7 separate regions of the Mus musculus genome follow, and all the other regions are linked to region 4. The links are chromatin contacts, called in public Hi-C, HiChIP or PLAC-seq and promoter capture Hi-C maps. All regions are on one chromosome and are shown on one strand. The core of a region is the stretch at or near the end of the contact, and the rest is flanking DNA. Distances in the headings are between cores, read along the strand shown.

Region 1 (3,271 bases), core at 92-2,591, 860 kb after region 4:
CCACCAGGATACAGCCATCCAGGGGGGCAGTGCCTGTGATCATATTCTGGGTGGAAGAGGAAGAAGGTCAGCTTAGTTCAGGGACCTCTTCAACATGCATCCTCTAATGAGAAGTAGCTGTGAAGATCTCCATCTCTCTGCCATGTCTTCACCACCCACAGCCACAAATCCTTGTTCTTATATTCAAACACCGCCACTATTTTATAACCTCCCCCCCTCACACCTCCACTGAACGGAAGCAGGTGCTGGCTGTCCCCAGCAACCCTCACCTTAACATAATCTGCATGACCAGGACAGTCTGTGTGGGCATAGTGTCGGGCAGCAGTGCTATACTCCACATGGGCTGCATTGATGGTGATGCCCCGAGCTCGCTCCTCTGGGGCATTGTCTATCTCCTCGTACTTCTTGAACTTAGCTCCACCTCCCTCGGCTAGAACTACCGGAGGAAGAGAACACACCTCTCAACTCAGGGTCAGAGCTACAGACAAGGCTCGGGGCACACGCCTGAACCCCTCATACAGAAACAATCTGGAAGGATAAATCTCTGTTAAATCTCAATTCTAGGAAATCTCAAATGTAATTCTAGGAAAGATAACTTTGTAAGACAGTGAGAGAATTTCCTAAGGTGTGTGCTCATCACAGACGCTTCCAATTCTTCGCTGACAGCATCTCTTTACAGACCACTCTACACTGGATGGAAACCATTCACAGTTTTCATTTTATGCCTCACAGAGCTCTTCCTGTACAGGGAAACCTGTCTCCTGCATCTTCCCACCAGCCTTCGTCCCAAGTGTCTCTTGGAGCCATGCTAAAGTTCAGCGGACTACAAGACACCCACCCTACGCTCTAGTTCTGACTCTTCCAGCTGACAGGACATTGCCCGACGCCTCCAACCCAACCCAACCCTACTCACTTTTCGTGATGGCTGCAGTCAGGGTGGTCTTGCCATGGTCCACATGTCCGATGGTACCCACATTCACATGGGGCTTGTCGCGTACATAAGTCTTCTTGGCCTCCACAGCTAGGCCGCGACACAAGAAGGGTGATGCGGGAGCCTTCAGCGGCCGCAGCCGACCTTGCAGAAATGGGGTCGGGCTGGCGCAGAGACCTGCGGGGAAAGGCACTTGGGAGTCAGGGATCCGAACCCAGCTACCCTCCGCGCCCCTCGCAACTCCGGGCTGCCTGCGTCCAACCCGCCCCCTCACCGCTGAAGCGGGGCGTCGCTCGCAATAGAGTGGCTGCCGCCATTGTGGTAGTACTCGGTGACCGGGACCGGGAACTAGGCACCCGGGGCCCGCGCGTGCAGGGAAGGACGGGCACTTGGGACTGCAGATCACTTCCGGCGGAAATGAGGGTCCGGACAGCGAGTTTAGGAGCCTCTAGCAGACAGTTTCTATGGCCACGGCCACTGATATCCGGGCATGGAGCGGAAGAGGGGGTTTCTGGTGTCTCGCGGGGGACGATGGGGAATTTCCACAGTTCAGCCTGAGGGGGCCGCTTTAGGAGGAAAATGCGGAGCGCCCCATAATGCACGAGCGCCCCCGAAGGCTTATGGGTGTTGTGGTTTCCAGGGCAGCGGGCTTGGGTCAGTTTGTGACAGGCTTTAGCTTCGCCTGGGTTCGGTCCAGAGAGAAGATCTCCCAGCCTGTAAGAGGCAAAATTAACGAGAGTCAGGGATGGAGTCCCGGGAGTTCCAGTCCTTGGCCATTAAATAACTGCCCCCATATCTCTTGCAGGGATCCTGTGCTTTCTAACATTTTGAAGTCAAACCCTCCTCCCCCAATAGTCCTTTGGACGCTTGACAAGCAGTTTTCTTTCCTTTTTCTTCCTTCTTCCCCACTACCTTCCGAGACAGGGTCTCCTTGGCTGGCCTATGTAGACCAGGCTGGTCTTCCAGCTCTAGAGAAATCTCCTGTCTCAGTGCTGGGATTAAAGGAAGTTTTTTTTTTACTGTTAGTTGAATCTTTTGTATACCCAGCAAATGTTTGTTCCCTAATGAATAAGTGGTTTTTGTTTTTGTTTTTTTTTAAGATTTATTTATTCTATGTAAGTACACTGTAGCTGTCTTCAGACACACCAGAAGAGGACATCAGATCTCATTACGGATGGTTGTGAGCCACCATGTGGTTGCTGGGATTTGAACTCAGGACCTTTGGGAGAGCAGTCAGTGCTCTAAACCACAGAGCCATCTCTCCAGCCCCCTAATGAATAAGTGTAAGTATAGTAATGACTTTTAACTGTCACATTCATCTTTTCGCACAGCTTCTTCAACTCTCACAAATAATAGAAGCTTCTTAACTCTGTCTTTCTTTCTGAAATTTACCCTATCAGCTTAATTGACAGTATCTTTTCCAAATGCTGTAGATTCCCTCATTCCATCCCTAGAGAGATGTCTAGGCACAAGCAAGCTACATCACATCTCTTCTAAAAATCAAGTGGAAGGAGATACAGGTACACACTTGTGACCCCAGCACTTAAGACACTGCAGCAGGAAGTCCAGTCCTAAGGCCTGAGCACAGATTGAAACTCTGAAAAGGTAAAGATAAAGGACAATAGAGTGTTACTGGAATCTTGTGCTAGACTCCCCTCAGTCTTTGTGATTTTTTTTTTTTTTTTTTTATCTAACGAATCCAGGCTGGGCAGTGGTGGCACAGGCCTTTTTAATCCTAGCACTTGGGAGGCAGAGGCAGGAGGATTTCTGAGTTCGAGGCCACCCTGGTCTACAAAGTGAGTTCCAGGACAGCCAGGGCTACACAGAGAAACCCTGCCTCGAAAAAAACCAAAAACCAAAACCAAAAAAAAAAAGGGGGGGGAGAGAAGAAATGAGGCAGTTTTACAGGGAGCAGGTTGTAGAAAGAGACCAAGCTAGACACAGTGAAGACAGAAGGAGCCAGAGAGTGAGAAGGAGCCAGAAGTCCAGAACAGATTGCCAGAGTGTTAGTTTGAGGCCAAGCAGAACAATTCAGGAGAAACTGAGAAAAGCCAGAGTGAATCAGTCAGCTTGATGAGGAGTCTGAGCCAGAACTGTTAAGTTGAACTAGCCAGCCAGACTTCAGAGAGAGCTATGAAGAGGTGAGTTTATTCATCAGTAAGTAAGCCTCAGAGGTTGAAGGCACTAGGCCTAGATAAGACTGTACAGAGGCTAGACACTTCCAGGACTAGGTTTAAACCCAGCGTGGGGGCAGCATGGAATCCCAGCACTCGGGGTCAAGGTTCAAGGTCATCCTCCACCTCTTGGGTTTTTTTTTTAATTTATCTATTTTTATTTATA
Region 2 (3,288 bases), core at 319-2,818, 640 kb after region 4:
TCTCTGCAAGAACAGTGAGCGCTCTTCACCACTGAGCTGTCTCTCTAGCCCGGCACCTAGCTTATGTGATGCTGGAGGCCATGCCTTTATGCATGCTATGAGGTGTTCTGCCAGCTGAACTCCATTCTCAGCCCCATTACTGTTATCACTTTAGCTGGAGACTCTAGAGTCGCTGGCTACAGTCACAGAGCCTCAGGCACTATCCAACCCTGTACTGAGTAACTGCAGAACACTTCAGACTACACCTTACGCACCGCACCGTTAGCTGTGAGGTGGGCAGGACTTCTTGTTTCTCTCCTACAGAAACTGAGGTTCAGGGAGGTGGGGCCTCTTGGCCAAGATCACACGGCTAATCAGTACAACTGGAGCCCCTTCTGTTCTTTCGAACTACTTCTACCTTAAAGAAGAGTTTCTTCTGACTGGGTCTTGCTATGTAGCCCAGGCTGGCCTCCTGCCTCAGCTTCCTGACTACAGATGACTGTCAGCACACCTGTGTCCTTGAGCTTTGCTGACACTGCGCCTCAGCCCCCTACCCTTCTCCAGAGCCACTTGTGGTGTTTCCTCTTCCTCCCAGGATAGCCCAAAGCTTTGGTAAATGGCAATAATGAAAAGAACCAACATCTTTTGGGTTTTTGAAACAGGGTCTCACTATGTAGCCTTGGTCTGGAGCTTACATGTGGACCAGGCTGGCCTTGGTTTCACTGACCCTTCTGCCTCTGCCTCCGTAGTAATGGATTTACAGGTGTGGGCCACCATATCTGACTGTAAGACCCCAACACTAATTAATACCTGCCACTCTGTAGATGCAAATCCAGCTATCCTTGGAGTGACCATCTCCATACGAAGGCAGGTAAGACTGTTATAGACAGGAAACTGGGGCTGAGATTAAATTAACCTGCCCAAGGTCACTCAAATGAGTGACAGCCAGGAGTCACAACAATGGTTCCAGCAAAGGCCTTTCTTCCTCTGCCCTTGCTACCGTGACAACCCACTCCCCTCAAGGGACAGGAATGGACCACAGCCCAGCTGTGTGTGATATCAGACTTCTGTGTGTACTCAGTGGCTTTTAAACTGTGTCAGACGGACTCCCGACTCCCTCTTCTCATGGCCCGAGAGCTCTCTAGAGGGGGAGCACTACTCATTTGCCTCCATAGCCCCAGCACAGAACAGGTGCTCCATAATGCCCAGTTATTTTACTTCTTCCGGGCCTCAATGCCACGAAGCAGAGGACAAGGGTGTCCCCGCTGAAGCCCTAAATCCCTAGAAAGGAGAAATGACCCCCCCAAGGCCTCCCAGAAATCCATTTGGGGTAACGACAGGAGAGGTCCCTCCTGTAGCAGAGAAGGCTCTCAAGCTGGTTGAAGCCGTTCTAAAGCTTTCTCCGGTGCCAGGGAAAGGACCTCGAGGAGGCAGCGGGCGGCTGGGGGAGGGATGAAGGAACGGGATATTTTTGCGTTCTGACATTAAAAGAAGAGTTGATTCGCGTCAGCATCTGTTCGGGGGTTGGAGCTGACAGCATGGGGAGCGGTCCCAGTCTTGCAGCCCTGGAGCGAAGGGCCGGGCCTCCATGAGCTCCGCCCAAAGGGGCGCTACCACCCGGAGGAGGCCGGCGCACGGCCGCTGCTCATTCATTGTCTTGACAGAGCATCCTCGGTGGCCAGCCTGCAGCTCCTCCATCCTTCTCTCCTTCCTCCTCTACTTGGGAGGGGTCACGCTCAGCTCTCCGCAGCAGGTGAGGCTGGGCGCCGGGGGAGGGCTGGTCACAAGGGCCAGGCAACGCTGCCATGGGCCACCTGTGGGGCCAGCGCCAGTGTGGGGGCAGGACTGTGGGACTGTGGGGGCGGGCGAGCTGTCAGAGCCACCAGGCTGGGGACAGAGAGCCGGTTTGTGAGCCCCGCCAGGAGGATCGAGGACGAGGGAGTTCGAAGGGGCAAGTAGGTCCCAGAGTGCTCCAAGGTGAGGGCTAAGGACCATCGTGACCAAGATGGAGGTGGGCTCCTGGGAGCGGCCGTAGCTGGGCTCAGAACCTATGCCCCGGGGAGGGAGCTTCTGAAGGTGGGGGATGCAGGGTGGGGTGAGCCAAGTAGCTGCCCTGAGCTTTGAGACAGGAAGGGGTTGAGTGCAAAACAAGACTAAGTTCCCCTTTCCGTGGTTTCCGGGCTTGGTACCTGGGTGGGGGAGGAGGCCGGGTGGGGCACATCTTCCGCCCCTACCTTGGATTGGGCTTTCCTTCTCCCAAATCCAGACTGCTCACTGGGGTCTTGTGTCCCCTTCCTGTCTTGGAGACTTCACTCAGGCACTTCACCTGCTTTTATTTTTAATAGACCTGGGAGCCTCCTTGGTGATACCGGGGTGTGCGAGGACTGGAGTCCCAGCACGAAGGGGCTGAGTCCCCCATTAAGGCAGAGCAGATGGGTGAGGCTGGGGAGGTGGATAGAGGCTCTGGGCAGGATGCCTTCCACAGCGCAGCCGAGGTTCCTTTACTGAGCAGGAAGGAGGAGGGATTGGGCACAGGATAGAGGCAGCCCCTGGGCTTCACTAGCTGGCTGCCTAGCCACAGTGGGTAACCATCTTAGCGGACCTCAGGGAAGTCAGGGTGGGCCTCTCCTGAGTGTAGTTTAACGGAAGCAGAAATGGCTCAGAAGAACATCTGCTTTTTTTCTGAGCGGAGGTTAGGAGCAGAGGTCTGGGGAGATGCTGGGACCCAAGCCATTGCTGCTTCTTGTAGCCAGAAACCTGGGGAAGCCATCCTGCTACTGCATCCCTTCCTAGGCAAGCTGGCTTGCATCCCTCTGTGTGCCATCCCTGAGCTGGAAGGCCAGGGAGAAGCCCTGCCCTGCCTTTAGGAAGCTCTGTGTGAGGGATGTGGGATCTAGAAGAGTTCGATAGGAGGGAACCTATCTCCAGACTGTCTGGACCACTAGGAAGGAGGCACTGTGTCTTAGTCAAGAACCAGACCCTTGGAGCCACACCATAGCAGGCTGTTGTAGGGGCTGATGGTGCAGGATTGAGGGTGTGGCTTGAAGTGCCTGGGAATTTGACAGAAAAACTGGGGAGGGTAAGCAGGGAGATAAGCAAGCTGTCAGTCATGGTCAGGGTGCCTCAGACGCCATGCTGGAACCCTCAAGGCCAGGCCAAGGGTTGCTCTGGGGATGACAAAGTGCGGCTGGGATTGACCCAAAGAAAAGTTTACAATCTGTATCCTTCAGGATGAGCCGGCAGGTGGTTCGCTCCAGCAAATTCCGCCACGTGTTTGGACAGCCAGCCAAGGCTGACCAGTGCTATGAG
Region 3 (3,367 bases), core at 741-3,240, 920 kb after region 4:
TGCACACTCACATAAGCCAGAGTCAGTATCAGGTGTCTTCCTTACTTGCTCCAACTTATTTTTTCCAATAAGGTATCTTTTTTTTTTTTTTTTTTTTTTTTTTTTTTTTTTTGAGACAGGGTTTCTCTGTATAGCCCTGGCTGTCCTGGACCCAATAAGGTATCTTATTGACTTTGGAGCGCTCTGTCTTGGCTGGCCAGCAAGCTATTGGGGATATGCCAATCTCCAACCTTCAGAGCTGGGATTACAGATAAAACTCCCAGGCCTGGTAGGATGGGAAGGGAATTTCAGGCCCTTTACTATGGAATCCAAGGTCAAGGGCAGACCATAGAGGGAGATCTGAGGGGCTGGAGCAGCAGTCCAATAGAGCATGCCATAGTAATACTACTGCCAGGAAACAGAGTAGGGGCAGGTCTGACATCCTTGAGGACACTCTAACCTCTGCCCAGAGGAGAACAGGAAAAGGCAGAGGACCTGGGACCAAGAAAGCTGGTGTCTCCCAATCCACAGAGGCCATGAGACAGAGGGGGAGAAGGAAGGAGATGCATGTATTTGTGTAGGGTGCTGTAGGGATACCTGGGAAGGAAGGGAAATCATAGGACTAAGCTCAGAGACAACAGGCTGAGTTTCGAGCCTCGAGGCCCAGAGGAAAATGAGGGTGGTTCAGAGAAATGCGAAGTTTCTGGCTCGTATTCTGGGCTGATCTTATGTCAGCAAGAACAAGAAATGATACCCATGGGTATCATGGGTAAAGATGATTGCTACACTTAGCTGTGACTGACAAGAGTTGCTGACAACACTTGTGGTGTTTCTCTGCAAAATAGAAAGGGGCACTCAGGTTCTGGGACACAGTCTTTTCTCTGTTGAGCTACCTGAAGCTCATCTGAAGCCCTCCTCGCCCTGCATTCCCTGCTAGAGGGGCGCAGGCAGACAGGCTGTCGGGTGGGTTGTGTTGGGAGCGGGTGCCTCACCTTTCAGGATGGCCTGCAGGGAGGCCACCTCCTCTTGGCACTGTCTCTGCACTGCAGCCACTGCCTCCGCCTTGGTGCTCTCGCTCACCTCAGCTACAGCCTTCATGGTTTCCATTTCTGCCAGGGCACCGGCCAGTTCGGCACGAAGCCGACTGAGCTCACTTGACTCGGATGCATCCTTTTGCTTCTCTTGGGGCTGGGGATCCAGCGCTGTGGGGAGCGGGGAGTGGGGGGGACAGTGACCAAGATTTATTCCCACGGCTTGCCGATCTCCTAACACCTCAGGCCACCCAGCAGTCCAGTAACCCAGTCCTACTCTCCATCTACAAGGACCTCATCCCATTCCCCTGGTCCTGCCCCTCCCGGAGTCCCAACTAACTTGGCTCGACCGTCCAATCCCTTCCAGTGGCCCCGCCTCGCCCCCTTACCTGCCCCACCCACAGACACACCCACCGTGTAGGCCACGCCCACCCCGGTGGGCGCTGTGCCCCGCCCCCTTCCCGAGCCTCCGCGCTGGCCGGCTGCCGCCAGCAGTCGCATTCGGCTCCGCCCCCAGCCCCCTGCTCCCCACGTGCGCAGCGGCGCAACTCCCGCACCGATTCCTGGCCGCCGGTGCCCCCGATTCTCACCTAGGGTTGCTGGCGCAGCTGCCATCGTCTCAGCCCAAACGGCGGATTCCCGCACTCACTGGTGATGGCACTCCCGCTTCCGGGTCCGCTCGGCTGTTTCCGGATCCGCTCGGCTGTTTCCGGATCGGCTCTGCAGGGGCCGCGGGGGGTGGGAGGGCGGGATGGTCAAGAGACGCCGACTGCACTCGAGTGGACGCGCGGCCTGGATCCCGCCTTTCTTGCAGCCTCGTGGGACCGCCCCCGCGCTCCCGCGCTCCCTGGAAGCTCCGAGGGCTTCGGGTCTGCGGTAGTCTTCTCTGGTGCTGAGGATCTGCTGAGGCTCCACTCGAGGCCACCTCCTGGAACGCCTGGTCTTAGTCCTAGAGGACGCTGCGCGCGGCCTCCTCCTTCCCTCCGCCCGGCCGCCCTTCCGCCGTAACCCGACTCGCGTTACTGCGAAGTGTGCCCGGCCCGCCCAGCATCTCCGCCCCGCGGGCCAGGGCTGGGTTGGCGTTCTGAAGCTTGGCGCAGTCAGTGGCAGAGGTGCGAAATCTACGTGTCTCCAATCCCATTTTCATATGGCTTCCTGCAAATCTCTTTCTCCACTCCCAGGGCTGTAAATCTTTCAGCCTGGGTCTGGGTCAATCTCTCATTATGTATGACCTCTCGCTTTGGAGAGTCACAGCAATTCAAACAAGTACAGAGCCTGGGTCCCCCTGCCTCCAAACCGGTTTTCTATAAAAGACTTTGAACCTGGAAGTCCTTGATTCTTTGTGGTCTCCTTGGAATGCACACCAGTGTACTTATACCAGGATGCCTTCCTCATTTCTCCAGCACTAACACCCAATCGTAGTACCCATCACGCCTGAACTAGCAAGATAACCCTTATCTCCTCCTCCTATGTGCCTACTGGTGGGCTTTTAGTGTTAGAGGGAGCCCACTACAGATTATCCCCAGACAGCCTGTGGTGGTTTGAAAATGCTTGGCCCAGGGAGTGGCACTATTTGGAGGTGTGGTTTTGTTGGAGTGGGTATGGCCTTCTTGGAGAAAGTATGTCACTGTGGGTGTGGGTTTTAAGACTCCCTCCCGACCCCCACCCCCGGCTGCCTGGGAGCCAGTCTTCTGTCTTCAGAACAAAATGTTGAACTCTCAGCTCCTTCTGCATAATGTCTGCTTGGATGCTGATATGATCCTGCCTTGAAAAATCTCATGAAAGAGATTTATTGGAGGGTCCTGGGTGTGAAGAACAAATCCAGGGGTGGCTGCCCTCTGTTCCCAGGAGCAGACAGCACGGAATTAAATAGAGGGCAGAGCTTAGATAGGATTTCTTAGGGGTGGAGCTTTTCAGGGCAGAGAGTTCCAGATTAAGGATTGGTGGGATTTCAAGTCCTGACTTTGGGGAGCTCAGGGATTGGTGGGGTTTTGCGGGAAGCCCAGAGATTGGTGGGTTTCCCTGCTTAAGGATTGTTGACTCCCCCCCCCCCCCCCCCCGCCTTCCTTTTTTCCTGCATCTAGGCTATGGGTTAAGGTAGGAAGTCCTTCCTGGCCACAGCCGGCTTTTACTGAGGCACCACCTCTGTAGGGCCGCTGGCGAGGCTGGAGAGCTCCTGCTGTAGTAATTCACCAAGAGTGTAGGCCGAGGCAGGAAAGGCGTTACCACCGTGGACAGCTCCTGCTGAGGTGGGGGCGGGGGTAAGGAAATGCATCCGAGTGGACAGCTCCTGTGATGGCTGCAGGCTGAGAAGGCCTCCTCCCTGCCACCATTTTGACAGGAGCTGGCATTTTTGA
Region 4 (3,245 bases), core at 483-2,982:
AGATGATACTGACGACACGACTGTTCCATGCGAGAGTTAGGGGAAAGTCTTTATCTTATTTCTAATTGTCGATAGGAGAGAGAGAACAGCCAAAGCCATCTGGAAGAGTGCAGAGCACAGGGAGACAGGGAGAAAGGCTGAACAGGGCCCGCAGACTGGGCGGGGCCAGGGCTATCTGCAGGTATTCCTTCTACGCTCCGCCCAACAGTTACCTAGCAACAGCCAGGTAGGTCTGGCTTGCTATAAAAGGGCCTGTTTGGCCCACCTTCCTTCTTTCTCTTCTCTTCTTTCTCTTCTCTTCTCTTCTCTTCTCTTCTCTTCTCTTCTCTTCTCTTCTCTTCTCTTCTCTTCTTCTCTTCTCTCTTTTCTCCTCTCTTTTCTTCTCTTCTCTTCTCTTCTCTTCTCTCCCCTTCCCCCTCCCCCTTCCCTTCTGGAACTCTTCAGTGTCACTCTCCGAACTGTCCCGCACGCTTGTGAGAAAATCAAGAAACGAGGAATCAAACACAAGATTTGGAAAGGGAAGAAATTAAAGGTCGTCCTATGTTAGTATCTCTGGAGTGGCCCCTCAGCACCTGTAAAACCTGAGAGCAGAAGAAACGAGAAGGGAGAAAAGCAGAGGAGGAAGGGTGTCTACCCTAAGAGCCCTAGGCTTCCATTCTTCCTAATACAGGACAAACGGCTCAGGGGAAAGTTTACAAAGCGCAGGCCGAGCTCGCGAGGAGACGCCCGGCGCCTCCCTCTCTCACTCCCGCAGGCATTCCGGGCATCCTGTTAGAATGGCCTGAACGCCCTCTGCTCTACACGGCCCGGACCCACGGTGACCCCGGGACCACGGTGAAGCAGAGACAGCCGGCCCCAACAACCAATCCTGGGAGGAGTGGGCGGTGCCTCGCGGCGCGGAGGCGGAGCTGTTTCTCTGGCAACGAGCCCGCATCGCGGAGGGGGAGGGGAGGGCGAGGGAGGGGGGAGTGGGCGCGGGTGTCACTGTCGTAGCTCGGCGGGCTAGCAGGCTCTGGGCTCCAGAGCCTGGTTGTGCGGTCAAACGGGCGTCCGTCCGCGTTCCCGGTGCCAGTCCGAGTGCCCCGAGGCTGAGGCGAGGAGCTAGCCGCCTCCCCCGCTGGCGCCGGGAAGCGTCGCTCCTTCTCGCTGACCTTGGTCTCACTTGCCGCTTCGCCCTTGGCCACACTCAGTAGCCAGCACATGGTCGGAGAAACCTGCAGACAGGTCCCCGGTTAGGCCGAGACCCGCGATACAGACACACAAACTGCTGTTGCCCTTCCCGCCGGCTCCGGGGCGTCGGGTCGCCCCCACCCCCCGAGGCCCGGGAGATCCAGTCCAGGGTTAATGCCAACGAGTTTCCACCTCCAGCCGCTCCTAGAGAGGCCGCGGCGCGAGCCAGCGGGGGGAACTGGCCAGGGACGGACACTTCCTGTGCGGGGGGAGGGGGCAGGGGCGCAGTAGCCCGGCCGGGGCTAGGGGCCGAGACTAGAGGGTCTCGGGCTGGGAGTTGTGGCTGGGGGACGGCCGGAGGAGTCGCCTCGCCCCTCACCTCCGAGGCCACGACGCGCGGGGGCCGGTGAGGGCCACGAGACAATCGGGGACCTTGGGAGGGGGGCGGGGCAGCGGACAGGGGCGGGGCCGGAGAGGCCCAGGGTCAAGACGTCCGGCCTTCGCGGCCGAAGCCAGGCCGCCCGGTCTCCTCGGAGGCTCTGAACGCGCGGGTGGCGAGGGCTCGGGGCTCCAGGCACTCGAACTGGGTCGTAGGATCGTCCGCCATCGCCACCGCCGCCGCACTGGGAACTGGCAGGGATGGAGCGGGAGGCGTCGTCGTGGGGCCTGGAGTCCCGGGATGTGCACAGTCCCAACGCAGTGGGCAGCCCCGAAGGGTCTCTCAAAGGTGAGGGAAGGACCGCGCCTCTTAGGAGTGTGCCAGAAAACTGGGCTGTGGCCTGCGGGAGGGAAATAAGGCCGGAATCTTAAACACTTGGAAGTGGGGTGGAGGGTGGAGACTGAGTGCCCCGGGTCTTTAGAGGGGAGGTGGTACATTTTGTCACCTCACTTGTAGGGGCCAATGACCCTGCTTGGGGAGTGGGAAGAGAATTTTGGGACAATTAATGGACCCAATGACCTTCCAGACCCCCATTCAATCTGGATTTTCTGTAATTCTCAGATCCTGCAGGCAACACAAGTGAGAATGAAGAAGGGGAAATTTCTCAGCGAGAAGGCAATGGGGACTATGAAGTTGAAGAAATACCTTTTGGGCTTGAACCCCAAAGCCCAGAGTTTGAGCCACAAAGCCCAGAATTTGAATCCCAGAGCCCCAGGTTTGAGCCTGAAAGCCCAGGGTTTGAATCCCGAAGCCCTGGGTTTGTGCCCCCAAGCCCTGAGTTTGCACCCAGAAGTCCTGAATCAGATCCTCAGAGCCCGGAGTTTGAATCCCAGAGTCCTAAGTATGAGCCCCGAAGCCCTGGCTGCCATCCCAGGAGCCCTGGCTGTGAACCTGGGAGTCCTAGGTATGAACCCAAAAGCCCTGGGTACGGTTCAAAGAGCCCCGAATTTGAATCTCAAAGTCCAGGGTATGAATCTCAGAGCCCCGGGTATGAACCGCAGAACTCTGGAGATGGCGTTCAGAATTCTGAGTTCAAAACCCATAGCCCTGAGTTTGAAACTCAAAGTTCCAAATTCCAGGAAGGTGCAGAGATGCCTCTGAGCCCCGAGGAAAAGAATCCCTTGAGCATCTCCCTAGGAGTCCACCCCCTGGATTCCTTTACTCAAGGGTTTGGGGAGCAGCCCACAGGAGCGCTGCCTCCATTTGACATGCCTTCGGGGGCTCTGCTGGCTGCACCCCAGTTTGAGATGCTCCAGAATCCACTGAATCTGACAGGAACCCTGCGTGGGCCAGGCCGTAGGGGTGGCCGGGCCAGGGGTGGGCAAGGCCCTCGACCTAACATCTGTGGCATCTGCGGGAAGAGCTTTGGACGAGGCTCGACCCTGATCCAGCACCAGCGCATCCATACCGGCGAGAAGCCTTACAAATGTGAGGTTTGCAGCAAGGCCTTTTCCCAGAGCTCTGACCTCATCAAACACCAGCGCACGCATACAGGCGAGCGGCCCTACAAGTGTCCCAGGTGCGGCAAGGCCTTCGCTGATAGCTCTTACCTACTCCGCCACCAGCGTACCCACTCTGGCCAGAAGCCCTACAAATGTCCACACTGTGGGAAGGCCTTTGGCGACAGCTCCTACCT
Region 5 (3,580 bases), core at 1,007-3,506, 600 kb before region 4:
TCTAGGGCCCTGCTATACTTCCAATCTCAGACAAATCTGACTACAAAACACTTGGAACAACAGACAGAACAGCTCAGCGGAGCCCAGCCACTCACAAAATGAGAAACTCAATAACACGGAGTGTTTCCCTTTAGCTTTGGAGGGAGCCAGGCTGGCCTCACACCGTTCCCCTGCCTCAGCCTCACAAGCATTGTGGTTATGGGCACACACCACTACAATAACTGGCTGTGTATTGTTCTTACTGTTTCCCTCAAAGCTTCTTCCCTGATGGGGACGAAGGTCACACTTTTCCACTGAGGACTGCAGCTTCTACTGGCTGGCTCTTTGCACAGACAGAGCTCTTCTTGAGTGCCAGAAACTACTCTCTATTCCTTCTCTGTCCCCCTCCTTTCTTCTCTCTCTTTGGGGCAAGGCAGCAAGGGCTCCCTCATTGCCACTCCTGTCTACCACTCTCCACTTTGTAGCCTTGAAACAGGATCTCTCATAGAACCAGAGCTCCACTGTTTTGGCTGACTAGTCCTTGAGCTCTTGGCCTCTGTCTTGTTCCAAGGGCAGCTGTGCCTAACTTTTTACACGGGTTCTGAGGATTTGATCTCAGGTTCTCCTCATGCTTACAACACAATCGTTCTTACCTATGGAGACAGCAATCCAGCCCCAGCCCAGACTCTCCATTCCAGCCAGCTAGTGCTTCCTCATCTTTTTGGTTTCCTTCAAGTCTACCCACACATGCAAAAAGCTCTATCCTCAAACACTCACTTCCTCTAAGCAGAGTCATGTTTGCTTGTTTGTTTGTTGAGACAAAGTCTTATGTATGTAGCCCAGGCTGGCCTTAAATTCCTAATGTAGCTAAAAATGACCTTGAACTCCTTTTGAAAAAATAATTTTTAAGATTTATTTATTTTATTTATATGAATACACTGTAGCTGTCTTCAGACACACCAGAAGAGAGCATCGGATCCCACTACAGAAGGTTGTGAGCCACCATGTGGTTGGTGGGAATTGAACTCTGGAACCTCTGGAAGAGCAGTCAGTGCTCTTAGCCACTAAGCCATCTCTCCATCTCTCCAGCCTGCCCGCCTTTAATATTTATTTATTTATTTATTTATTTATTTATTTAATGTATGTGAGTATACTGTCGCTGTCTTCAGATACACCAGAAGAGGGCATCAGCTGGAAGAGCAGTCAGTGCTCTTAACCACTGAGCCATCTCTCCAGCCCTGATACTGAACGTCTGATATTGCACCTACCGCCTACCTCCTAGGTGCTAGGATCATAAGCATTCACCAGCATGCCTGCTTTATGTAAAACTGGGGATCAAGCCCAGAACTTCATGCATTCTAGGCAAACATTTTACCAATTGAGCTATATCTTCTACCCAAACATGTGCTTTTTCCCTTGTTTCTCTCTCTCTCTCTCTCTCTCTCTCTCTCTCTCTCTCTCACACACACACACACACACACATACACGCACACACACACATGCTCGCACACACACTCACACATACTCACACTCACACACACACTCACTCACACACACCCCTCTATGCCATGTGGGTGCTGTTACCCACAGAGAGGGCATAGGAGGGCACCAAATCTGGAGCTGAAGTCACCGGAGGTTGTGAGCTGGTGTTGTGGATTCTGGAAACTGAACTCAGGTCCTCTGGAAGAGCAGCAAGCAATCATAGCAGCTAACCCACATCTCCAGCTTCTGTGTAGTCTAGGAACTGTGGACTGGAGTGCTTTCAGACTTCACAGTGTTGGGGTCACAGGTACTACCACACCCAGTGCCATACCTTCCTTAAATAGACTCCTAATGATAAATAGTGTACCAAGAGACGGAGTGACTTTTCTAAGTCACATGAAGAGCAAGCAAGGAACAGCATTGAGAGTCGACCACCCCAGCACAGAGGGGTTTCCAGCTTTACCAGGCTGCTTAGTCCTCTCCAGTACCCCCAGGCCTTGCTCAACAAGGCAGAATCTGTGATCCCTTTGTTAGGATGGAATTGAATTCCCTAGAGTTCCTGTCCCAGGCCTGGCCAGCAACTCCAGTAACCAGAGCTGTGTGAGAAGAAAAGGCCAAGCCACTGGGGAAGCCACACCCCAATCAAGGGTGAGGTCTCAGGTGAGTCATGCCAAGGGCTACTGCCCAGCCCCATCCTGCTCTTCCACGGACCCAGGGCATGTGCTCCTAGCACTCCACCCACCACAGTCCTCTGAGTCGGTTTAACACACGGGGCGCCCTGCTCAACTCTCCACATCCAACAGGTGTCCTGGAGTGAGGACACCGCCCTACCTCCACTCTGAGCCTCCAGATATGTGAGATGCACCAGAATTCAGGGTGGGGCCTTTGACCTCCCTATTTTCCCCTTTCAGGCCCAGATCCTCTCAGATTCCCACAGATGGGCTCCAGCCAGGGAGGGTGGGGCTACCCCTGGGACCATCAGGAGGAACCAGCTACATAGTCCGGTGACAGAGTGGTGGCAGGAAGCAGCCTCTCACCTGCCTCTGTGCCTCCAGCTGACTTTAGTAGACCATGTCCCATCACCTGTTTCTCCCAGTTGTAATCATGGGTAAGTTCAGAGGACCGGGCTTTAAGAAGCCTGGATACCAACCCTAGAGAGCTGAAAAGCAGGAGATATACCCTGCATCCCTTATGGCAGTAAGATAGCAGAGTAGGCAGAGGAGCAGAGTGTCAAGAGGAAGGACGGGAGGGTGGTGGAAGGAGGAGAGGGCCATACCAGGAGCCCGAGGGATTGTGCAGAAGGGGAAGGGGAAAGGAGGCCTGCATGCCATGGGGAGATGGAACACTGTAAAATAGGATGGAAGGAGAAAGAGCCACACCTAAGTGCATCATCTCTCCAGACTTTCCTTGCCTCCCTCTTGTCTTCTCAGTGGTCAGTCCCATCCCTCCAGGAGCCTTCCAGGACTCAGGTAAGACTGATGGACTGGGGAGAGTTGGGCTCAGATGCCTCAGTGTAGGCAGACCAAAGGGCTGAAACAGGGAACCGGGGGACTGAGGGCAGCAAAAGCCCAGGAAGAGCAGGAAGATGGTGCTGGCAGTGTCGGGGCTGAAGGAGCGTCTTTCTCTCTCTGTCTTCTGTCTTCTAGTGGTCAGTCCTACCCAAGGAGAATTTGAAGACCTAGGTAAGAGAGAGGCATGAGTTGCCTCCAATCTTGTCTTTTGTTTGCTTGCTTGTTTTTGTTTTCGTTTTGCTTTGCTTTGCTTTGCTTTGCTTTGCTCTTGAGACAGGGTCTCTCTCTATAGTCCTAGCTATCCTGAAACTCATTCTCATAGGCCAGGCTAACCTCACACTCACAGAGATCCACCTGTCTTTGCCTCCTGAGCGCTGGCACTAAAGGCTGTCTTGAATCCTAAAGAAGTTTCAAACTGGCTAGGTCATGAGTGAATTGGAAGTGCCCGGGCCCTCCAGCTTTGGCTTGCTCATGTTCAGAAGGGCAAACTGAAGGGGTTCAGGCTCCACCACCACCCTCCCCGAGTTACCAGGGTCTCTGGAGTCCAAGGGATTAGGAGAGGAGGGGAACCCTAACCGAGCTTTGACTTCTAGGGGGTCTCTATTGCA
Region 6 (3,698 bases), core at 759-3,258, 580 kb after region 4:
AAGTGGTAGTACCTAGGAGTTTGGTGAAATACACCTGTGAGCATGTGTGAGGATGTTTTCACAAAATTAGCCAAGGGAGGAGACCCACCCGGAACTCGGGCAGCAGCTTCTCCGTAGGCTCAGAAGGGGCTCGTAGGGGAAGCAGCAGCCCGGCATCTCCTTCCAAAAGTGGTATATATCCTGCTCTTTCCACCTCTCAGACCCATGACGATGGGGAAGAAGAAAGAAGCCAGCCCAGGCGTTATCTCTGCCCCTAAGCTGTTAACGTGGAGGCCTCCTTCTCATGCCCTCTTGACTTCTAGCTATGGGACCAAAGTGATATGGATTAAAACCTCTGGAACAATGAGCCGTGTGGCCTGAAGTCTGTCACAGTACCAAACACCTGACCAACACAGCCAGTATTGGAGGTTTCCCAGAGCAAGTCTCATGGTTAACACCATGCCTATACAGTCACGTGTTCCACTTTTCCAATCCTGCTCTTGGGGACTATGCTGAAGGCTAGTTCCTGGGGCCCTCCCTCCTTGGGTTGCGGTGGCCTCTAACCCCATGGCAGAGAAAGAGGGACTCACAGCAGCCCTGCATCTCTTCATGACTGAGCTTTTCTCTGCAGCCCAAATAGTAATCTCATTCCGGTCAAAGCGCCTAGTCAGGTTGGCTACCTAGGATGGAGAGAAGTGGTATAAAGGAAACCAGGCCTTTCTGAGGCCTGCCCTCAGCTGCCGGGCTATAGTACTACCTTGTGAATGAGTTCTTCATTTCTTTCTTTGACCTCCAAGCACATGGGAGTCCTTGGAAATTTCTGGAATACATCCTCCAAACTAATCATGTGCCGGTCTGACCCGTGGGCAAAATGGCCTGGGCAGGGGTGAGGGGTGTCACAAAAACTGGGGTCAGAGTAGGATAAACAGGCTGGGGGTGGGGGCGTGTTAATGAGAGTATATAAGAAGATGGCTAGGCAGCTCAAGGGTGGCTACACGCATCCTACCTGGTGAGAAGTAAATTTCCAACTCTTCCTTGTAGAGGGGCAGCTCCTGTGGAGAGCAGAGAAGCATCATCAGGGTACACGCGTGAAAGTGATGCAGCTCTCAGTGTGAGGGGCTGCAAAACTCACCTCAAAGTCCAGGGTGTTCACATCCTTATTTAGGCCTGACTGGCGGGACAGGTTCTTGTCGTGTGACACTACCACCACGCCATCCCGGGTGAGCTGGCAGTCAAATTCCAAGAGATCTGCTCGCTGGGCCATGGAACTATGGGAGCAAAGGTTGGTGGGGGAAAAGGACACAGGAAGGACCAGGGCATGTAGTGGAGGGGAAATATTGGCACAGAATTTATGGTGGGACATGTGGCCAGTTCCACAGTTCCAAGGACTTCCAGATACCCAGTTTATGAAGCGAGTAAGTAGCACTCCTGGTTGTCCTGCAGAGCACAGCCCACAACCCCACAACCTCACATGGAACTTGATGGGGCTTGGACTCACTTCTCTACTGCTTCCATGGTGTTCTCCAGTCGCTCCCCAGACCCTGTGGAAAGCAGTTTGGGTGGATCCCCGGGACCTAGCTTGACCTTCCTGCTTACCTTTCTTCCTGACGGTCTCCCACTTGCTTTAGGCTTCCTCTCTTCCAATCAGTTGAACTGGCCTCTCCTTCCCTGCCACATGCCCTCTAGGCCCCAAGACTCTCCTTTCCTCGCTCTTTTTAACATTCAATCATGCCTTGCACCTTGAGGATGGGCTGCCCACCCTGACACCTGTCTTGTTAGGCTCACTCCACCCTACATGGATTCCAGCCCTTCCACCTCCCTGACTCAGCTCACCTCCACGGTGGGCAGCCAGGCGGATAGGGAAGACGGGAGCCCGCGGCGTGTGCAGCAGATGAGGTCGGCGCAGGAAGAAGATGGAGAGCATGACGTAACTGCCCAGGGTGGGCAGAACAAAGTACAGGAGAGGGATCATAGCCTCGCTCCACGGCAGGCTTCTGTCAAAAGCACAGCCTTCCCTGTCCCAAAGGGCTCTGATGCCCGGGGCCGAGCCTGCCTGCTCAGCCAGTGTAGGCTGGCTCCTCCACCGGGCAGCGCCACGCCCATGGACCTGCTGAGCCTGCTGGGTGCTGCTGGAACGTGGCCAGACTGCAGTATGGCCCAGAGCTGGGGCCAGGCACAGGAACTGAGGCAGGCAGCCCTGGGTTCCATGTCCAGAGACCTTTCACAGATCCCAGCACCCCCTTTTGTTCTTGACCATGTGGGGGGGGGGGTTAAGCAGCCCCACCCCCTAGTGTTTAGATCTTTCTGCCTCCCATAGGTGTTTGTGGACAGGATCTGTAACTTATTACACATTTGCCACTTCCCGGGAATTTGGGGGTGTGTAAGGTACCCCTGAGTCACCCCAACTCACTCCAAGCAGTTAAACAGGAAGTTGTTAGGGAAGACAGTGACTAAAGGGAAACTGACCCCTTCCCAGAGACTGACACTCCTTAGAACCCAACCTCATCCCTGGCCAGCTGGAGCCAAAGACTACCAGGGCCATGTAAAGCCACAGCTGGAGGCAGGGGGCAGTTGTGAGTGCGGTATGCTGGGGTCGCGTCGACATACACAGACAGAGGCAGGCTCATCCATATACACATCTCTATATTTATATATTAGATACAGGCACGGGGAGATGGGGAGGGGCACCGGCTCTCCACGGGCCCCACCCCCACATCCAATCACCCACACACAGAAGCAGCAAGGGCGTTACATGTGGCAGCTTGAGAGAGAGAGGGTTAGGCCTGGGCTCCTCAGGGAAACTAGCCCTTGAGACTTAGGAATGTTCTGTCAGGGAAAATGGGGTGGGGTTCCAACAAGATGAATAGGGCAGAGCCCTACTCAGTGCCCTCCACCCCTCCGTAGCACAGGTCCTAGGACGATCATAGCCCCTCCATTCCAGAACGGTCTACCAGAGCCGGGGCTAGCAAGGGTAGATAAAGACACAGCAGCAGAGATCAGCTCTGGGGCCACCTCATCACTCAGGCTATGGGGAGATGGGGCAGGGGATTGGAGTGGGAGAAGCCTGCTTGAAGCAGGAGACCCCAGCAAAGTGAGAGAAGGTGGCCAGGCCCACCCTTGGTCCAGCCTGGGCTGCCGGGGTCTGGGTTGAGCAAAGTTCACTTTCTAACAATCTGCAGAGAAGGAGCAGGTAGGAGCAGGACCTGAAGGAAGAAACGGACAGAAAGGAATGGTCAGCGGGGTGAGCCCTGACCCCAGCGTCTTTGAACTGTCAAGTTCTGTGGGTCTTGGCTTCCTTATCTGCAGCTAACAAGAGCAGCCACCAAGTGCTACTGTGATTATAGGCTCCTCTCAAAGCATCATGATATACTCTGGCAAGGCCTGGAGTGGCTGCTCATAAGGGGCGGATCTCTCATCCGGATGGGCTGGAGGATGCTCGCTCATACATGACCCTGGCCCTTTGTTGTTACCACATGTGGATATGCAGAGATGATGCAGCAGCACCCAGACTGGACAGCCTCTGACTGGGATGTGGCTGTGCGGGGGGGCCTTGGGAGGCACTCACCAGATCCAAAAGGACAGGGGTGTCTGTTCTTGTTAGGGGCCCTCTGGCGCCCCTGGCTGGAAGCGGGCTGTCTCCTGGAAGATCAACTCCTTCAGCCGCTCCTTGGGGAGGTCATCCAGCTCCATGTCGAAGGTGAATGGCTCCTCGGCCACTG
Region 7 (3,617 bases), core at 851-3,350, 720 kb after region 4:
GGCTGGTATACCCCACATGCTACCCTAAACTCTCCCTTCCCACAGTTTCTCTGATTCCTAAATAAGATGACTATGCTAGTATCTTTGCCTTTTTATTACCTCTTGGTCTCTGGGTTCTCAGGTTTTTTTGTTTTTTTGTTTGTTTGTTTTTTGCCTCTTGGCCACTTGGTCCAAGGTTCCTCTGTCGACCCTCCTCTCTTCTCTTCCCCCTGTCTCTTTCTCTCTCTGTCTCCCACAGGCCCTGTTAAGTCTGCTGGCCATGTTCACTCTGGACTCTTGCAGATAGCTCTGCTTGTGCTCTCCCTCATGTCTACACTAAACCTTCTCCACCATACCCAGGAGCCGCATGGCCTCTGCTTTTTAATTTTTTCATTCATATTTCTGACGACGACGACGGTGACAATGATGATTCACCTGTTCGTTTCCTATAGAGTAAAATTTGGGGGCATGGGGAGGGTCTGGGAGGAGTTGGAGAAAAGAAACCTTGATCAGAATACATTGTATGAAAACTTTTTTTAAAATAAAAAAAAAGTAGAAAATTTCATTTCACATGCTTTTTATTTGAACTTAAAATTCATACTAATTCTTATCAAACAACCCAAGGGAAGCTAGTATGGACTGAAAAAGCTTACTATTAGTTCACACTTGATTCATACTGGCTGGGTGTGGTGATGCACACCTTTAAACCTGGCACTCAGGAGTCAAAGGCAGGTTGATCTCTGAGTTCAACACTAGACTCAAATCTGGCCTACAGAGCAAGTTCTTAGCCAGCCACAGCTAAAACAGTGAGACTGCCTAAAAAACAAGGCAGGGGGTATCAAAGCACAAATACCTGTTTATTTCATTCTGCCCTCAATATATTATTTAAATTTTAGAAGTCACACGTATTTATTGTGTGTGTACATGGATAGGAATGTGAGGGTCAGAGGACAATTTATGGGACATTTTTCTCTCCCATACTGTATGGGTCCTGGAAACCGATAAACTCAGGTTGTCAGGCTTGGTGGCAAGTACTTTACCCATTGAGTCATCTTGCCAACACACAATATTTTATTTTAAATTCCTTTTCTCCACCCTTTTTTTTTTTGAGGGGGGAGGGTCAAGGCAAGGGCACTGTATGGGAACCCATGGGAAGTTGTGACTAATCCTTACACTGTTCCCGCTTGTGAAGGTTTTCCAGGCCTCATGAGTCTGCAACCTCTCACCAACAGAGCCAGATAGAGTTATCCTCTGTTAAAGGGGGAACCTGAAGCAATCAGAGAGGGAAAGTGACGTGTCCAAGGTCACACAGCAGGAAACACTGGATCTGAGCTGACTTGTGATCCCAGCATTTAGGATGAGGAGGCCAGAGAATTGCAAGTTCAAGGGCTAACCTGGGCTCCATAGAAGGATTCTGTCAGAAAGAAAGGTAGAGGGAGGTGGATCAGGAATCAGAGTGTGGAATCCAGGGTATTTGCTGTCTCTACCAGCTAGCTATCCTCCATCTTGCATGAGGAAGAAGTCCCTGGGGACTCTGTTGAAGGGGACTTTTCACAAAAATAGAAGCCTTGGGTGTGACAGGAACTGCTGACCAAGCAAGAAGTGGGTCAGTGTCCCTCCTCCCTCCCTTTTCAGTATGTATGCTGCCACTACCTCCTGAATCTGAACCAGACTACAGTGTGTGTGTGTGTGTGTGTGTGTGTGTGTGTGTGTGTGTCTGTCTGTCTGTCTGTCTGTCTGTCTAACTATGACCCAGGCCCAGGAGGGGCTTGTGGCAGAGGCTGAAATGATAGGAAGGACTGGCCTATCTGAGGCCCTCTGCTCTCCCTGGCCAATATCCCAAAGACTGTGCCCAGATCCTGTCTGCTTCCTCCGCCCCTGAGGCGAGAGCTTTCCACGTGGAAAAACACAGCTGTGCTTGGGTGAGTCCTGTGAGGGAGGAGGGAGGGGAGGGTGCTCCTCTCTGCTCAGGACTGCTGTCTATGGGCCCAGTTCTGGGAAAGGGCCAGATTGCATCAGACAGGGCTTGGAGGGCGGGGGCCAACCCCGTGGTTTAGGGAGGAGACAGCGTTATAAGTAGGGTGAGAAACTGGGAGAGGGCAGACATTCAGACAAGGAGACACAGGCAAGACTTTGGAGAGAGCAGACTAGGCATAATGGCCACCTTGCCACCAACAGCCAACCCTTCCCAGCAACCTCTAAACCTAGAGGATGAAGATGGAATCCTGGATGAATATGATCAGTACAGCCTGGCCCATCCCTGTGTCGGTAAGGTTTTCGTGGTAGCTCCTTGGTCAGCCCATCTGCTTCTCACTGGGTACCCCGGTTTACCTTTCCTAGCTAATCTATTCCCAACTCCCAAGTAACCCCTTCTAGTCTCATCTACTGAGTTCTGTCTCCCTTAGCCCCAAGAACTCACAAGTGAGCATCTCTCATTCTATACTTGAGTAAACAGCAAGGATAGAGTGCTTCAGACGTGAAGACGTGACCGCCCCACTCTGGCCATTTATATGCCTGTCCTAACCTCACACACCTCCTCTACCTCCTGCTCCACCAGTCGGGGGAGGTCGGAAAGGTCGGACCAAGAGAGAAGCTGCTGCCAATACCAACCGCCCTAGCCCTGGCGGGCATGAGAGGAAGCTGCTGACCAAGTTCCAGAACTCTGAAAGGAAAAAAGCCTGGCGCTGAGACGGAGCTGGAGGTGAGTCGGGAGAGCCGGGCCTAAGTGTGCCGAGCGGGAAGCGGGGAGCCAAAAGCTGGTCCTGGTGAGATGGCGCTGCAGGTAGAGGCTCTTGCAGGCAAGCAGGACAACCTGTGCTTGATCTCTGGGACTCGAGTGATGAAAGGGGAGAGAACCAACTGCAAGCTGTGTTCCCAGGGAGCCCTGCAGATAGATGTCCAGGCAGGGAAGTGATAAGAATGAAAACCCCATTCAGACCGAATTCCATCAGCTTGGATCAGATTTCAGGGCATCTAACGCCAGGCGGTTCACTGTCAGCATATTTAAAACACAGTACAATTTGGGAAGAGGTTTCTAGGCAACAGTCAGGTCCATCAGTTCAATTCCAGGAGCACAATAAAGCTTGAGGTGTGACTACACTGAAACTCCATGAGGGTGGGTTCTAGAGCTAAAGGCCTAGAATCTAGAGTGGTCTCTGACCAATAGCATGGAGGTCATCAGGCAGATGTGACATCTCTCCTAAGAGTGGGTAATGGTCTAGGGAGGGGAGAGTCTGGGATTATCATTCTGGAGAACTTGAGTGAGGTCGGCTTCTATAGCAAAAGCTGGGGAGGTCTGACTCCACACAGAGCCAAAAGCTCACCAGGTTGTTAACAAAATCCACTCTCAGATTTCTGAGTGGAATGCAGGTATTTGACTTTATCTCCTGCATTGAGGAGACACACGGCATGATTAAAACTTCTGGTTCTTAGTGCTTCTCTTGAGTACAAGGACCTCTGTGCCCCCAATGTCCACCGACTTCCATATGCTCAAAGTAGCACACGAGAATACGCATGTGCGCACATGCATGCAAACACATTGGCATATCAATAAATGAAAAAAATAGTGTTGGCCGGACAGTGGTGGCACACGCCTTTAATCCCAGCACTTGGGAGGCAGAGGCAGATGGATTTCTGAG

What was found. Promoter capture Hi-C pulls out the DNA fragments that hold promoters and counts their contacts. A called contact is a pair of places that touch in the nucleus more often than the background predicts. HiChIP or PLAC-seq counts read pairs in DNA pulled down with a chosen protein or histone mark. Capture Hi-C pulls out chosen DNA fragments and counts their contacts.
Region 1: a contact with region 4 is called in a Hi-C map of uterus, with 7 times the contacts expected there. The contact joins the promoter of Tufm here to the promoter of Zfp768 in region 4. A contact is called at or near these places in 2 of 39 promoter capture datasets (the C10 cell line and pre-B cells) and 3 of 484 Hi-C or Micro-C datasets (cerebellum, rod photoreceptor and uterus).
Region 2: a promoter capture Hi-C map of pre-B cells shows a contact between it and region 4, with 3 times the contacts expected there. The contact joins the promoter of Coro1a here to the promoter of Zfp768 in region 4. A contact is called at or near these places in 1 of 39 promoter capture datasets (pre-B cells), 1 of 484 Hi-C or Micro-C datasets (embryonic stem cells), 2 of 115 datasets of contacts at active chromatin or transcription factors (bone marrow-derived dendritic cells and memory CD8 T cells) and 2 of 9 other capture datasets (liver and pancreatic islet).
Region 3: a contact with region 4 is called in a promoter capture Hi-C map of liver, with 4 times the contacts expected there. The contact joins the promoter of Rabep2 here to the promoter of Zfp768 in region 4. A contact is called at or near these places in 2 of 39 promoter capture datasets (liver and pre-B cells) and 1 of 9 other capture datasets (liver).
Region 5: a contact with region 4 is called in an H3K27ac HiChIP or PLAC-seq map of extraembryonic endoderm stem cells, with 9 times the contacts expected there. The contact joins the promoter of Prss36 here to the promoter of Zfp768 in region 4. A contact is called at or near these places in 1 of 15 datasets of contacts at CTCF or cohesin (embryonic stem cells) and 1 of 115 datasets of contacts at active chromatin or transcription factors (extraembryonic endoderm stem cells).
Region 6: a contact with region 4 is called in a promoter capture Hi-C map of liver, with 3 times the contacts expected there. The contact joins the promoter of Gdpd3 here to the promoter of Zfp768 in region 4. A contact is called at or near these places in 1 of 115 datasets of contacts at active chromatin or transcription factors (pancreatic cancer cells) and 2 of 9 other capture datasets (adipose tissue and liver).
Region 7: a contact with region 4 is called in an H3K27ac HiChIP or PLAC-seq map of microglia, with 5 times the contacts expected there. The contact joins the promoter of Nupr1 here to the promoter of Zfp768 in region 4. A contact is called at or near these places in 1 of 39 promoter capture datasets (neutrophils) and 1 of 115 datasets of contacts at active chromatin or transcription factors (microglia).

The regions. Positions count from the first base shown.
Region 1 is chr7:126,485,425-126,488,695 of GRCm38.p6, reverse strand. Tufm (Tu translation elongation factor, mitochondrial) reads right to left here and starts at 1,341. Exons shown (of 10, transcript NM_172745.3): 1 at 1,206-1,341; 2 at 914-1,108; 3 at 270-436; 4 at 1-46. The coding sequence starts at 1,248. Gm46001 (a long non-coding RNA gene) reads left to right here and starts at 2,182. Exons shown (of 3, transcript XR_001778288.1): 1 at 2,182-2,214; 2 at 2,365-2,536.
Region 2 is chr7:126,703,096-126,706,383 of GRCm38.p6, reverse strand. It overlaps Coro1a (coronin, actin binding protein 1A), which reads left to right and starts at 1,568. Exons shown (of 11, transcript NM_009898.3): 1 at 1,568-1,732; 2 at 3,210-3,288. The coding sequence starts at 3,211.
Region 3 is chr7:126,427,390-126,430,756 of GRCm38.p6, reverse strand. Rabep2 (rabaptin, RAB GTPase binding effector protein 2) reads right to left here and starts at 1,990. Exons shown (of 13, transcript NM_030566.2): 1 at 1,601-1,990; 2 at 972-1,181. The coding sequence starts at 1,625.
Region 4 is chr7:127,343,801-127,347,045 of GRCm38.p6, reverse strand. It overlaps Zfp768 (zinc finger protein 768), which reads left to right and starts at 1,732. Exons shown (of 2, transcript NM_146202.1): 1 at 1,732-1,897; 2 at 2,171-3,245. The coding sequence starts at 1,810.
Region 5 is chr7:127,945,401-127,948,980 of GRCm38.p6, reverse strand. It overlaps Prss36 (protease, serine 36), which reads left to right and starts at 2,256. Exons shown (of 15, transcript NM_001319147.1): 1 at 2,256-2,569; 2 at 2,892-2,930; 3 at 3,108-3,143. The coding sequence starts at 2,533.
Region 6 is chr7:126,764,724-126,768,421 of GRCm38.p6, reverse strand. It overlaps Gdpd3 (glycerophosphodiester phosphodiesterase domain containing 3), which reads right to left and starts at 2,008. Exons shown (of 10, transcript NM_024228.2): 1 at 1,813-2,008; 2 at 1,478-1,520; 3 at 1,112-1,247; 4 at 986-1,031; 5 at 737-855; 6 at 570-659. The coding sequence starts at 1,951. It overlaps Mapk3 (mitogen-activated protein kinase 3), which reads right to left. Exons shown (of 9, transcript NM_011952.2): 8 at 3,545-3,698; 9 at 2,606-3,182. The coding sequence ends at 3,577.
Region 7 is chr7:126,623,953-126,627,569 of GRCm38.p6, reverse strand. It overlaps Nupr1 (nuclear protein transcription regulator 1), which reads left to right and starts at 2,100. Exons shown (of 3, transcript NM_019738.1): 1 at 2,100-2,247; 2 at 2,537-2,680. The coding sequence starts at 2,136. The coding sequence ends at 2,667. All of the region lies in intron 1 of Gm39087 (a long non-coding RNA gene), which reads right to left.